Regions from separate parts of the Mus musculus genome. Here region 1 is linked to region 2. The links are chromatin contacts, called in public HiChIP or PLAC-seq maps. All regions are on one chromosome and are shown on one strand. Each heading gives the region's core, a stretch centred on a gene start, on an enhancer-like site or on the middle of the called end of the contact. The rest is flanking DNA. Distances are from core to core; before and after follow the strand shown. Region 1 has its middle 13 kb from the start of Gm51701. Region 2 has its middle 17 kb from the start of Lztfl1.

Region 1 (4,244 bases), core at 23-2,522, 200 kb after region 2:
GGAGAGAAGCTGCCAAAGCCACGCTCCCTCTGGTAGGTGGCACAAATCTGAAGCGGCAGGATATAAGGATGAAGTTGACATTGCAACTTTACAGTTTTAAAGCTGAGCACATCGGTTCCAGAGAAAACTTAACCTTTCTTAGTCTCTCCAAGCTTCCTTGGTGGGCAAATGATGGAGCAGCAGATAGAGAACTACTACAAAAGTCAACTCTTAAGGAGCTGCTATGGTTTGTAGAATATTACCTCCCGCTCTTGCGTTGTGTTGCCTCTCTCTTCTGGCTTGGAGCATGGGCGTTCTGGCTTTCCAGGAGCCATCTTGGTTCACAAGGTGATCTTAAGTATGGAAATCATAGAATAAAGACAGGGAAGCAGAAGCCAGAGTTCCCATCTTTGATGGCACTTATCATGACATAATCTTCATGTTTCCAGCAGGGTCAGACTTTAGGGTTCTTGCACCTAAGTGAGGAATAAACATGTGTCTTGATTAAGCCTTCCTTCAATGTGCAGCGTGCTGAGAACATCAACGTGGGCTTTGATGGGAGCTTGTTAGAGGCTCCAAACCTCAGAGCCAACCCAGACCTTTAGAATCAGAGTACTAATTTTAATAAGATCCTTAGGTGTTTCACTAACATGTGATGACTCGGGAAGCACTAGTTTACCATTACTTACAACTATTATTAGACTTTTCCGTTTTTAGCTTTTTTTTTTTGTTTGAATCTGGATCTCATGTATCCAAGACTGGTCTCAAGCTCATTATATAGTCAAAGATGACAGTGAACTTCCAGTCTTCTGCCTCCTGAGTGTTGGGAGGACAGAATCTCACCATGATGCTTAGTTTCTTTGGTTCTCAGAATCAAATCCTGGGCAAACACTCTACCAACTGAGCTATACTATCAGTCTGCTGAGCCTGAACCTATTTATTGCAGATAGAATAGGTGATATGCATGCGGGGTTCCTAAAAGCATAGGGCTAGAGGAGGGATGGTCGAGAAGCTCACTACCGGGTGTTCCCACGTCTCATTTCCCTGCAAGTATGCAAGGCTTTCTAGTAAGGTTTCTGAGGCTGGTGATGCTTAGCTTGAAGGAGGCAGACAAGGGGGCTTCCTAGTCATTCCGAAACTCAACACGCTCTTTTCAGTCACCATAGCTTCTGTTTCAAAACAGGCCTTTCTAGGCTAGATCGTCACATCTTCCCCACCTGTGACTCATAATTGATTGCTTAAGTGGCTCAAATGTTCTGTTACAAAACCCCAGGAAATGACCCTTCCACCATTCCAGCACACCTACACCCACCCAGAGGAGTCATGCAGGGAGTGGGCAAAGAAGCATCTCTCTTCTACAGATGACATTCTTAAAAAATGTTCTTGGCATGCTTCCAACTGCTTTTGATTAATCAAATGAAACATCCCACCTGAGAAGCAGCTATTCATAATAGACAGAAGCATAAATGGGAATTTCAAGGTCAGCTCTCAAGCCCTTGACATTGAACTTAAAAATTATTTATGATCTGTGTAAGTATATATGTATGTACATGTATATGCATTACCGTTTCACGTGTGTAGAGGTCAGAGGACAGCTTTGGCAATCAGTTTTCTCATCCCACTGTGTGATTCGGGGATGAAACTCAGGTTGTTAGGGTTGTAGGGCAAATACTTTTGCTCACCAAATCATCTTGCTGACCTGAACTTGAACTTCTGATCTTGAAGCTTAAGTTTTTACGATGTGCTATTGACCTTTGAATAAACAGTCTTTCTGACATTAAACTAGGTTTTCTCAGATGAATGCTTAAAATCACATCTTCCTGGGGACTTTATTCTAGTCTCAAGTATGACAGCAGTTTGGGGTGTGAATAAATGTGCTGGGTCTTCAGGACTTTCACACGAATCCCTCTGAGACGTCAGTTTCCTGATGCATCACTTGGAGGCTTTGAGAATAGGGTGGTGCTGGATCTGCTTGGATAAATGCTTCTTCATGATGTTTCTGATGTGGCTTGGAGGCTCCTTCCCCACACAATAGACCTGTGGACTCCCCTAACAACTTATGGATAGTGTGTAGTTTTTAAACCCCTTATCTTCAAATTTTGATCTAACACTTTAGATAATAAACTACGATTTACTATACTGTTTCACCACAGTGCATCTTATTTTTGTAGAAGTGAGGTGTAGTGGTTCTTTGCTTTTTTTCTGTAATAAATTGCCAAACATAAAACTCCATTTTGGGTTATCAGTGGTTCTCAACATTCTTAATGCAGCAATCCTTTAATAGTACAATTCTTTATGTTGAAGTGACCCCCCCCAACATAAAATTATTTTGTTGCTACTTCATAACTGCAATTTTGCTACTGGTTTGAATTTAATGTTGATACGCAACTCCTGAAGGATCATGATCTGCAGGTTGAGAACTACTGGATTAGATGATTACTCTACAGGCCATGAAATTTGGTTCTGAGTCCTTGATGGTAAGTGCTATCTTCATATTTAGAGGACATTTCTTAGCCTGATGTGGTAGTTTTGCTGTGGTTATGACTTTCAACATATTTCCTGCTTTGCTTGCAAAACATTGACTGCTTACCTCTTTGTGGGAAGCCGTAGCCCCAAAGCTTGCAAGTTTCTTAAAGGTGCATCACTGTCCTTCAGTGTGTTGGGTCTAAGTATGTCAAAGTTAATATGAGTGTATTTTAGAGTAAATGATTATAATGCTGTTAGAGAAATATGAGGTGTGCAGCACCTCACAGCCTTGACTTTTCACCCTCTCAACAAATGAAAGTAGGACTTAGGTATTCACGTAGCCAGGGTGGTCTGGGTTGCATTATATTAGTGGTAATACTCACACTTGACAGAAATGCAGATTCAAATTTGTAAGCTGTTAGAACTGAACGGGGCCCAAGAACTCTAAACCTCATTCTGATGTATACACCTACACACAGAGGCACACACACAGAAGCATGGGCACATATGTTTATAGCTTATGGTTTTGGGGAACCTTTTGATTAGAACATTTATAACAGAAGAACACATCTTTATAACATTACAAATACTGTCCAGGTCTTGAATTGTATAATTTATTAAGTCTCAGCAATGTCCTAATCTGTGTTGAGGTTGATTGTTTATCTGTACTGCTATTTCTTTTTGATGCCTTTCTAGTCTGGGCTAATTATTTTTCTCTTTTAATAAATTCTTTTTGTACAATATATTTTGCTCACATTCTTTCCTCTTCCATAAATCCTCCCAGATCTTCCTCACCTCCCTACCCATCCAACTCCATGTTTTTTTTTTTAAACAAACCTCCAAACAAACAAAAACCAGTAAGTCAAAAAATTACCAAACCAAAACAACCAAGCAAACAGAAAACAAAAAGTGCATAAAAAATATGCAGTCCATTTTTGTGTTAGCCAACTACTCCTGGACATGGAGCCTGCCTTGGAGTGTGGTTGATATACCCAGTGATAGTCCATTAGAGAAAACTAATTTTACCTTTCTCAGAAGCTATCATTTTCAAATAGTTTCTTAGTTGGGGATGGGACTATGTGCCTATTTCTCCTTCTTGGTGGAATTTTCTTTGGTTTGAATTTGTGCATGTTTTGTGTATGGAGTCATAGTCTCTGTGCGTTAGCCCTGTATGTATTAGCCATGTTGTGTCCTTTTAAGCTTGCATATCTACTTCATTTAGGGGTAGTATATCATCAAAATTTTTATCTTCAAAAAGAAATGCAAGGGAGTCTATTCATTGAATTTTTTTGAGTGCCAGATAAGTATTTTTTTCTCTTCCATATTGGACTGATAGCTAGGTAAGACTTCAGATAACATCCTCTTGTAAAAGTGAAGGCTCCCTGGTCATCAAGACTTGGGTACACCTGACAAGTATTTCTCTGTGTAGCCCTGACTATCTATCTGCTATCTATCTACTAACCTATCTACTAATCTATCTACTAATTTATCTATCTACTAATCCATCATCTATCTATCTATCTATCTATCTATCTATCTATCTATCTATCTATCTATCATCTATCTATCTATCTCATCATCTATCTCTTTATCTCTATCTTCATCATCTCTGTCTACTAGAACTTTGTTGGTGTAGTTTCTCACATTCTTAAGAGACAGCATCTTATAGTAAAATCACTGTTCCTCTGCATCTTTCTGATCCCTCTTCTGCAATGATCTCTGAGTCTTAGGGTCAGGAATTGTACTGTAGATGTATCAGTTGATACTGGGCTCCACAACTCTGCATTTTAATTGTTTTT
Region 2 (4,573 bases), core at 919-3,418:
CTCTTAAGAGTGGGTCACACTAGGGTCACATGGCCTGCTGGGGTCACACTAGGCTTGGAGGGAGTGCTGTTTTTACCTGCTCTGCTGCGATGGCATAGCAAGGGGACTCAGTTCTCAGGGTCTGTGCAGGAAACAAGGAGTGGCTGAACTACTCACTCCATAGGAACCAGTGGTGATTTTCTCACTTTAATCTTGAAAATCACTAGTTTTCTTCTGCTGTTAGGAGAGATTTTCAAGTTAGGTCTCCCCAGCCAATTCCAGAGAAGTCCATTGCCAGCATGTTTACACTTGCCTCTCCTTTGAGCCTATTTCTTCTGTGCTTTTACTGGAGATGATTTTTTTAGAGACAAGATATTAAAGAAAGTGACAAATCTGACCAGGGCCCAGCACACTGCTATGTGTGAAGTGTTTTCAGTGTGAAGGCAAGGACAACTTCCAGAAATAAAAACAAGCCTGGGGAGTGGGGCTTACCCAAGGCCAATGTCAGCACTGAGAGTGCTTGTGGGCACTGGAGTTGTTTTGAAAGACTCAAAATGAAAGGACAAAACCCTGACAGAGACAGAAACTTCAGAGGGCAAAAGTTTAAGAAGGGATTTATTTTTAATGTGAAGAGAGAGGGTAGATTATGAGTAAAACTAAAAACTGTAGTTCAGATACAAAGCTCTAGGAAGTCCTAAGCTTTGTGTTTTGCTGCCTGGTTGTCTATTCTGGGTCAGAAGCTAGCCAGGTATACCTGCCTGGTAACTAGAAGATGTTCTGCTAGTCTAAGAGAAAGATCATTGGATGTGTGCAGAGGAAAGATGAAGGATAGATTGCTGGCACTAAAAGAGTTGGTTTGCATGTATTGTGCATACAAAGGTATATTTATGCATGTGTTTTTACACTGATGCCAGAGGCAAAATCAAAAACCAGTAGGCACATTGCTGAGAACAAAAACTCTCACCATTTTTTTTTTTCAGTACAAACTAAAACAGGCAACTGGTTTAAGGTCCACGACTTTCTAAGGCTTTGTGAATCGCATCTTTCTGTATAACCAATTGAAAGAATTTACTCATCTTTTACCTAAAAAAGAAACCTGCTCATAGAAGCTGAAAGCTGGCAGGGAAGTGCTCAGCTTGTTATAAATGTGTTCTATATAAAGTTCCCCCTTTTGTGGCTAGCCTAAAGTTCTGTGCTATGGTTGAAATACTTCTTAATTTTTATTTTATGGGTATAAGTGTTTGCCTGCATATACGTATTTGTATCACATGTATGGGTCGTACCTTCTGAGGCCAGGAGAGGACATTGGATCCCCTGGAACTGGGCTTACAGATGCTTGCATTTTGCTTTTTGAGTTCTGGGAACCAAATGTGGATTCTCCACAAGAACAGCAGATGTTGGATTTCCCATCTGATGGTTATTATCTTTGTTATGGAGCTCACTTTTTGATTGAAGATATAAATATCACACATGGCTGATTATGAAGTTTAGGTGACCAAGTTTGTTAATTTGTCCAGCAAATGCACACTGTATATGTGATATGCATGCCAGGCACCAGCTAAGGCTCAGGGTCACAATAGTGAGATAGATGGGTACCTGCTCTTGAGAGCCAAAGTGAGTAATAAGCCTAAGCACACTGATTCTATGGATTGATTTTCCTTTGAAGAAACTCACAAATTCATGTTAGCCTCCAAATCCTCCATCTGTAATACCAGAAATGCATAGAAGAGCCAGAGAATGCTTCAATTTTGCTCCAGGGTGACTGATAGACAGACCTGAGCTGTGTACAAAGTGAGGTGCTATGGTGCTGTGATCTCTCTTCAGGCATACCTCCTTAGGGAGGGGAACAGAGGTGATACAAGACAGTCAAACTGAAACCCATTATGGTATCATGCAGGGTGTGGAAGATACAAGATTCTGGTCTTTTAACGATGATATTGGGTCTGGGCAGTGTTTTCCCCTCAAGCCACAGTGAAGAAACACTATCTTACTAGAGGAATTATCTAGAAGGAATACTGCTTCTCTGGTTTTTACTATTTTGACATATGGGAACGAAGAAAGGCTAGACCTGATCAAACTGCCACTAAGGAAAAAAATGGTTTTTGTGGCTTGGAAACTTCTTAAAGTGTGGGCCAATCAATGCCTTTGAACTCAGGCTTAAGATTCTCTACTTGTTGCTTGTACAGTCACTGGCGGTTAGGAAGGATGCCCAGCATGGCCTGCAGCCTTCCTTCAGAGGGGGAATTCTCTTGTATCTTGATGCAGGCAGAACACACACACACACACTCACACACACACACACACACACACACACACACACACACACACACACACACACACGAGATGGATACTGTTGGCATTTCACCTAGGCTCCACCTCATAGTTGTCTGGCAACAGTCAGGTATGCCTGACTCACTATAAAAGGGGCTGCTTGCCCCTCCTCTCTCTCTTGCCCTCTTTTCCTCTTGCTCTTGTTTCCTTACCTTCTTACCACTCTCTCCCCATTCCCCTCCCCCTTTCTCTCCACGTGCTCATGGCCGGCCTCTACTCCTCTATTCCTCTCCTCTCCTCTCCTTCCCCTGCTCCTCCTCCTCCTGTCTCTGTCTCTGTCTCTATCTCTCCTTTTCTCTGTCTCTGTTGCCCCCTCAACTCCCATCCATATGCCCTAAATAAACTATTCTCAGGGGGAAGGGATACCTCAGCAATGGCCCACAGAGGCACCCCGTTTCCCCACATCATACTGCACTTCCACCAAACATATCCCTGGCTTCTCTTTCATTTTATAAAACACAACGGATACCCTGCTAGTTGATTTGACCATTGTGTTGTGAGAAAGGCATGCTTCCTCTTTCCAGAATGCTTTGTATTATACTTGGATCCTCCCTTGTTCTGAAATTTGGTTTTATGTGAACTCAGTTTTGTCTGTATTGGAGTCTGGTGAGAAAAATATTATCATGGGATCCAAGAATACTCCAATAAAGAGACATTTGCTGAGTGTATAATTCATAGCTCCACAAAGATACTCCTAAAAGAAAAAGACAGAAACTTATCTGAGGAAGCTTATATCAACTCTGACATCATGCAATGTACATGGAGATATATTTAATGCCTTTTGAGTGGGAACGATATTTCTTTTTGTTTGTTTTTTGTTTTTTTTTTTCATGGATTGAATGACTTATTATTATTAAGATGTCAATACTAACAAAAACTACCTATAGATTTAACTTAATCCCTATCAGAATACACTGCCTTTTTTTGTATTCTTTCGAAATGTCATAGATGTATGCAATGGATCTTGATTGCACTCAATCTTGACTCTTTCTCACCTACTTCACCTGGTTCTCCGCCCCAATACATATCCCTTCTAGCTTCAAGTCTTCTTTTTATAAACCACTAAGTCCTCACTGGTGTCCAAGTGCACATAGCTGTTGGGAGGTTTACTGGGACATGGGCAATCTGCTAGTGGCTACCCTGTAAAGGAAAGCTACTCTGTATCCCAGAGAAGGCACTAATTGCCAATACCTACTCAGCTGATCTTAGGCCTCAGGAGCCTCTTCTGCCTCCATCTTGGAATCTTTTACTAGCATGATTTTATGCAGGCCTTGTGCAGATAACTACAGTTAGCATGTGTTCATATGTGCAACTATCATGTCAGGAACAGAAGACAAGTTTTGCTGCAATCATCTACTTCCTCTGACACTTAGCATCCTGTCTCCTCTTCTTCAGTGATCCCCGAGCTGTGGATGATGGGAGATTGATACAGAGGTCCCATCTATGGATGAGTGCTTACAGTCACTTACTCTGAGCACTTTGACCAGCTATATGAATCTCTTCATTAACTGCTACCCACAGCAGTAAAAAGCTTCTCTGGCCAAGGTTGAGAGCAGTACAGATCTGGGTAGCTGGATACGATGCACTTTCTTCCACCTCACACTTGAGAATTTGGATCAGTGTGTAGAAATTGGGATGCTAACAAGTTCTTCAATTGATTCTGAACCCAGTGATTCAAAGATGCCATCGTAAGTGAACACACTGAGGCACAAATGTTGATATAAAACCTCGGATCTTGCCAGGTCTGGTATGTCCTGCTCATCAATCCTCCTGGTGGGGAAGATAAAGCAAAGAAAGCTTTCTAGAAGTAACTATGATGGATGAAGTGGCTGCTGAAGAAAAGAGTAAGATTTTCAAATACAGCAATAGGGAAGACTGCTTTTCTTTTCTTTTATTGAAAATGGATTCTTTTCTCATAAAATATATCCTGATTATAGCTTCCCTCTCTTTATTCCTACTGATCCATGAGCAAGGAAGATCTTTACATCTTTTGATATCTTCTTCAATTTCTTTCTTCAAAGACTTGAAGATGTTTTTAAAATTGAATATTTTCTTTATTTACATTTTAAATGTTTTCCCTTTTCCAGGTCTCTCCTTTGGAAACTCCCTATCCCATCCCACCTCCCCCTGCCTCTATGAGAGTGTTCCCCCACCCACCCACCTATTCCTGCCTTTCCTCCCTGGCATTCCCCTACACTGGGGCATTGAACACTCTCAGGACCAAAGACTTCTCCTCCCACTGATGTCCAACAAGGTCATCCTC

Evidence for each region. HiChIP or PLAC-seq counts read pairs in DNA pulled down with a chosen protein or histone mark.
Region 1: a contact with region 2 is called in a BATF HiChIP or PLAC-seq map of CD8 T cells, with 7 read pairs. The contact joins two enhancer-like sites. A contact is called at or near these places in 3 of 115 datasets of contacts at active chromatin or transcription factors (CD8 T cells, bone marrow-derived macrophages and microglia).

The regions. Positions count from the first base shown.
Region 1 is chr9:123,935,634-123,939,877 of GRCm38.p6, forward strand. No RefSeq gene overlaps it. Among named protein-coding and RNA genes, the nearest start is that of Gm51701, 13 kb to the left of the region's middle. Within about 2 kb of position 1,273, at least 65 of the 459 cell types and tissues checked have an H3K27ac peak or open chromatin away from gene starts, as enhancers often do. A contact at or near this core is called in CD8 T cells, where this site is marked.
Region 2 is chr9:123,732,188-123,736,760 of GRCm38.p6, forward strand. No RefSeq gene overlaps it. Among named protein-coding and RNA genes, the nearest start is that of Lztfl1, 17 kb to the left of the region's middle. Within about 2 kb of position 2,169, at least 11 of the 459 cell types and tissues checked have an H3K27ac peak or open chromatin away from gene starts, as enhancers often do. A contact at or near this core is called in CD8 T cells, where this site is marked.